Regions from separate parts of the Ovis aries genome. Here region 2 is linked to region 1. Evidence: chromatin contacts called from public Hi-C data. All regions are on one chromosome and are shown on one strand. Each heading gives the region's core, a stretch centred on a gene start, on an enhancer-like site or on the middle of the called end of the contact. The rest is flanking DNA. Distances are from core to core; before and after follow the strand shown.

Region 1 (2,913 bases), core at 192-2,691:
GTCCTTAGCTGGATCCTCCTCCACCTCTGAGGACCAGTGAGTGTCACAGGAGGTGGTGCCACCTCCACCTAGGGCCCCTTCCAGCTGCCATGTGGCATTGTCAACGGGAAATGGCTACAGTTCCTATCATTGCCTGGTCCTCCCACTGGTGAGGTTCCCCCGTGGTTATCACTGGTTTGAAAGGCCAGTTGGCTCTTGGGAAACAAACAGAAGCCTCACCCACCCTTCCTGTTGGAAACTTTGGCCTCAGCTGCAGAGTGGATGCTTGGGAAACACATTTCAACTCCAGCCTTGGGGCGTCCAACTGCTCCTGGAGATCTTTGTCAGTGCGGCTCTCAGGCCTGGGGCCCCCTACTCTGAGTCTGGACCCTCTCGATGGTGACCATCTGCATCAGCAGCTCTCACCCCTGGCTCCCCAGTAAAAGAATGCTGATGCCAGGTGAAATCACCTGGTGGGGAGGGGGCCCATGCTTCACCATCTGTGTGTTCTAAAGCATCCCCAGGTAATTTCAGTGTGCTGTTGGGGTTGAGAAATCCTGAGGGAAATCAATACAGAGTGTGATCAAAGAACAGAATAGGAAAGTATTTGAAATCTGAACAAAGGAGGATTTGCATTAGAGACCAGCTAATAAAAGCCATCCAAGGCAGGATGGCTCCTGCAGCTGTGGCTGACAAATTCTTGGAAAGAATCCATCAGTCTGGGAACTGGCATGACTCGGTGCCCCGGGGGGCAGAGGGCGAGACCCCGCAGCTCCAGGTCCCCTCTGGGCCACCAGGCCTGCTTCTCAGATCCACCTCTATGCTGCCAGGCCCCGATGCTGTGAGCCTCTGTTCTTCCAGTCCAACTGGATTGCTTGCTGTTCCCAGAACTCGCCCGCTGTCTCCCCCTCCAGGTTTTGGTTCCAGGCATTTGTTTCCGTCTGGAATGTCCTTTCCCCCATCTGTTCAAATCATTCCTCTTCAAGGTCCCTGCCCTCAGGCCAGCTCCACCAGGAAGCCTCCTCCCGGGGGCTTCTGTAAGCGCCTGTCCCTCCCCCCCACCCTCCCCACCCCCGCCCCACTTCCCGCTCTGTGTGCTCACACTGCCAGGGTGTGCCCAGGGTCGTCTCCCCAGCCAGGCTGTGGATGCAGGAAGGGACCTTCTGTGGCTTCTTCCTGCCCCGCCTGTCCCTGGAGTTGGGGGCGCCTTGCCAGGAGGGGCTGCACGCATTTCCTGAATGCGACAGAAGTTGTCCCTGTTCCCAGGCAGGGTGGACAGTCACACAGATCCACCCTCTCCGCTCAGGCCCCTTTGCTGCTAGTTCCATGGCCCGGCCGCTCTATTTTCTGAGTGCCAGGGGGGGCTTGTGGTTAGCCGGCAAAGACAGGAAAGAGCCGAGGCCAGGCCTTGACCCAGCACGTGGTGTCCCCAGCACCGGAGCGGCTTCCTCGGGGGAGGGGCGGGTCGAGAGAGCGGGGCGGGAGACGAGGGCGTGGAGGCCTGCATGCTGGTGCGGTCTCTTCCCAAGACACCCCCCCCCCGAAGTCTTAAAGAGGGTTGGGGGTTGGAACCCCGCCACTTCGGGGGGCAGTCGGGGGCCAGCGCTGGTGCCGCGGGACCGCCTGCTCCTGGAGCCCACCCGCCCCGGGGTCCCGCGCCGCACGGCCAGATCGCGGAAGGGGAGGGGGTCCCGGAGGCTGCCCGCCCAGTGCCGGCGGTGTGGGGGCTTGTTCCTTCCTGCGGTCGCCCGCCGCCGGCCCGCGCCGCAGGTGACCCCGGCAGCTTGCCAGTGGTCCCCGCTCCCCTCGGCCGCGCCCACCCCAGCGCTCCCGCTGCCGCAGACGCCTCCTTGGGGTTTTCCGGCTCTGAGCGCCTCAGATGACCTCGCCGGCCGCCGGCCCGGGCCGCTCCCTCCTCCCGTTCCCCCCAACCCCCCCGGCTTCCCGCCTCCCGGGCCGCGCGGCAGGGCTTTCTGATGAGTCAGCGGGAGCCCGGGAGCCTCCAGCCGCGCCGGGGCATCTGCTCCGGTGACGCACCGTGACTCACGGGCGCCCGGGCAGCCGCAGTCCCCGAGCGCGCAGCGCCGAGTCGGGACGCCGAGCGCAGGCCCCCCCCGCCACCCCCACCGGCCCCGGGCGGACCCCGCTCCGCGCCCCGCGCGGGGCATCGGGCTCCTCCCGCCTCGAGCGTCCTCCCCACCCCACCCCCGGCTCCCGCCCGCCTGCGGTGCTCTCCTCCCCGCGCCTCTCCGCTCCTGGCCCCAGTCCAAGCTGACATCAGACGCTGGCCGCCCGGCCACCCTCTGAGTCAACAGTTTCCGAAGCCGAGCCCGCTGCCAGGGGCGGGGAGAAAGCGCTGCCTCCGGGGGAGGCGGAGGGGGCGGGGCGGCTGGGTCCGGCAGCCGCGGGAGGGCGGAGGTGGGTGGGGACCAGCGAAGCTTTTTTTTACAAGAAGTCACGGGGTTGGGGGGTGCCGGGGGCGGTTAGGGGGAACCGAGAGGGTGAAAACCGCCCTGCAGAGCGGCGGGGGCGGAGAGGAAACCTGCGCCCAGAGCCACGTGCTGGAGCCGGCGCGGGGTGGGTGGCTCGCGGAGGCGTGGGGGAAGGAGAGGCCGCTGCTGGGAAAGGCCCCAGGCCACGTTTCTCGGGGAGGAGATGCGCCGCGGTGGACACGCTCGGCCCCAGGCCAGCCGGGGACCTTCGTGTCTGGAGAAGGCGGCCCAAGATCCCTCTGATGGGAGCAGCTCTGGCCGAGCCTCGGAGGGCCGGCCCTGCCTGCCCAGGGATGGCCTTGCAGAAATGCCCTGGCCTAAAGGAAACGGCAGCCCACTCCGGTGTTCTTGCCTGGAGAATCCCAGGGACGGGGGAGCCTGGTGGGCTGCCGTCTCTGGGGTTGCACAGAGTCGGACACGACTGAAGCGACTTAGCAGCAGC
Region 2 (2,913 bases), core at 139-2,638, 52 kb after region 1:
CCCTTTCTCTTAATCCTGTATCTTCTCAACTACCTGGTCCCACCCACAATACCTAGTCTGTACATATTCCCGTCCCCTTGGCTCCAGTCATCAGCAGCACCTGAATTCCTGCAATAGCCCCTCACCCTAGCTGGGTCCCAGTCTTGTCCTTCCTGTCCATTCTACAGACGTCTGTTGGTTCTGAAAGATGGCTTCAATAAGTTTCTTCCTTTGTATTATAAAACCCTTCAGTGGTTCCTCACTGACATAGCTCCTACTTACCTGCCCACCTTCATTTCTCCTTGCTGGTCTGCAAAGTGATGCTGCTGCCGCTAAGTTGCTTCAGTCGTGTCCGACTCTGTGCAACCCCGTAGACGGCAGCCCACCTGACTCCTCCGTTCATGGGGTTTTCCAGGCAAGAGTACTGGAGTGGGGTGCCATTGCCTTCTCCACAAAGTGATGCTAGGCTCCTTCTAACATCATCTTCTTGTGTTGTTCTGTGCTTCGCCCCAAGGTACTTCCCATGTTTGCCTGGCCAAGCTCTAGGGCTTGGCTCGCTTGCTGCCTCCTTCAGGAAGACTTCCCTGAGCACACAGAAGTGGGCAGGTCCCCTCACGCACACCCCACTGTGTTCCCTGCCCTGCAACTGTGGGGAGTGGATCACTGTGTGTTTCCTTGTCCACCTCTTCTTAGTTTAAAATAGGGAGCTCCTTAAAGGCTGGATTATTCACTGGTGGTGTGTCCAGCTTCTAGCTCAGGGTCCAGTTCAGAGAAGATGCTCCCCGCATGTGCCTTATTGAATGAATGAATGATCCTGATGCTGGGGTTCCCAAACTGCAGGGCCACCTGAGGGTGCTGTGGGTGGGGGGAGGTTTGAGGGTCTCCTCCACCTGGGGGACCAGGTAGCTGAGAAGATACAGGATTCCTTCATTGCTCTTATTTGTGGCTTTGGGCTGACTCACCTGGGGACAGATTGTGCTATGCGACACCAGGCTCCACTTAGGGAGAGTCCTTGGCCCGGGAGGGTTGGGGGCAGATGTAGGCAGTGGTGGGGGAGAGCAGGTGGAGGGGTCAGCAGGTTCAGAGCAGGCTTGGGTGGACTGAGTAGAGGGAAACTAGAGATAAAGGGAAGCCCAGCTCAGACACCCCCAGAGACTTCACTGCTCGAACATAAGTGCAAGGCAGAGCCTCGGGTGCTGAGAAGTCCTGGGGAGGGCACCAGGCTGGAGTGGGGCCCTCTGTGCTCCTTGACCGGGTCTCCAGGCTGGCTGGAGTAGGCCCAGCCCTGGAGATAAGAGCTCAGTGTCAGGAATGAGGGTTGCATGCCTGGGAGCCAGGCTGCCTGATCCTGTGGGTCAGCTTCCTCCCTGCCCCCCAGCCTTCGCCCACTTCTCAGGACTGTGGCTGCCACACTGTCACCTGATCAGCTTTGCTCAGAGGTCTGAGACAGAAGTTAGGGCGACTGCTTAGTGGATGCTGTGTGCCAAGCGCTCTCCTTGGCGTCTGAGTGTAAGAGTCCATGTGATCTCAGTCATCGAGCCAACACAGATGCTGCCAGGATTGTGACTGTCCTTTGTAGGTGCTCGTCCAAGGCCACCTGTCTGGGGCAGGCTGGGTCTGTCTGACCCCACAAGGCATGCTCTTTTTCCAGCCCAGGGTCGCTTCTCTAGCTCTGCCCTTCCCCAGAGACCAGGGCCTCTACAAAATCTGGAACCAGCCTGTTCCCTCCTCAGGGAATTCCACAGCCCACCCTCCCGCCTCCCCACCTTACCCCACGCTACAGCTCTTTGCCAAGGCAGAGCTTCAGTCCAGCCTATCCTATGCAAGGCAAGGATGGATAGATGCGCCATCCTATAGCTTCACGTGGCTACCACGTGCCGGCACTACCATCCCAGGACACAGAGCAGTCTCCCCAGAGATTCCAGCTTTGCCTTCTTTGTGAAGGCCACACATGCTCCCAAAGTGGCAGGAATTTCTGAACTGAGGCCCACACTTCCTTTTTTTCCTATGAAAGACAGACCCCTTATGTACGCTTAGTTCCAGACCTTGTTATTAACAAGAGGTTTGAATCCTTATGAGTTTGAGGGCTGTGCGACCCCAGGCAGGTGACTCAACCTCTCTGATCCTGTTTGCAGAGTTTTTAAAAATGGTAACATACAGCTCAAGGGGCCCGTTATGAGGGTTAAAAGCGGCTGTACATGGAAAGCCCCGAACAGTCCTGGCAGTCAGTAGGTGGTTCATCCGTGGCCCTCACAGTTCTGACTGTTGGCCACGGTGCCTCGTCTACCTCTTGAGAGTTGCATGCTCCTGGCATGGGCACCGCTTTCTCTTCTTGGCTTGCCTCTCCTTTCTCTTTTTAAGGGCATTCGTGCGGCAGCCGGCTGCAGCTCCCTCTCAGCTCAGACCCTTTCGGAGTCCTGAGGTCCTGCCAGCAATCATGGCCCCAACCAACCTGGCTTCTCTGCTGACATTCCTGTGAACCTAGTCAGGATCTGCCCCAAGGTCCGTCGGGGTGTGTCCGCGCTGGGAGGGAGGAGGGGGAAGGGAACAGCAGCTGCTCCTTTGTTCGCTGGCCACCGGGCGGGTGAGCCAGGGCACAGCCTGTCCAGGCCAAGAGCAGGAAACAGGTGGACTCTGCGGAGGCCCAGACGGGGCAGTGGGACGTGAGGAGGCCCATGTCTGGGCCACGGGGAGGTGCGCAGCGAAATGAAAAGGGCTCCCTTCTGAGTTCCCAGGCTGTGGCGTCTCAGGCCCTCAGCTGGGTTTCAGGTTGCTGCGGGGCAAGGCAATGAGCTGACTCATGTAAGTGCGTATTAAAAACTGTTTAGTCACTGTCTGCCTCTCTGTTAGGGTACAGGATAAGTTGCTGTAACAAAAAGACACCCCCCCCCACCCCCACCGCCCAAAGACAACACAATACAGGAGGCAGGATCG

The links. A called contact is a pair of places that touch in the nucleus more often than the background predicts.
Region 2: a Hi-C map of muscle shows a contact between it and region 1, with 4 times the contacts expected there. The contact joins two enhancer-like sites. A contact is called at or near these places in 7 of 16 Hi-C or Micro-C datasets (blood, liver, muscle and 4 more).

What each region holds. Positions count from the first base shown.
Region 1 is chr9:74,583,055-74,585,967 of ARS-UI_Ramb_v3.0, forward strand. No RefSeq gene overlaps it. Among named protein-coding and RNA genes, the nearest start is that of AZIN1, 47 kb to the left of the region's middle. Within about 2 kb of position 1,442, at least 46 of the 54 cell types and tissues checked have an H3K27ac peak or open chromatin away from gene starts, as enhancers often do. A contact at or near this core is called in liver and muscle, where this site is marked.
Region 2 is chr9:74,635,428-74,638,340 of ARS-UI_Ramb_v3.0, forward strand. No RefSeq gene overlaps it. Among named protein-coding and RNA genes, the nearest start is that of TRNAE-UUC, 9.4 kb to the right of the region's middle. Within about 2 kb of position 1,389, at least 28 of the 54 cell types and tissues checked have an H3K27ac peak or open chromatin away from gene starts, as enhancers often do. A contact at or near this core is called in liver and muscle, where this site is marked.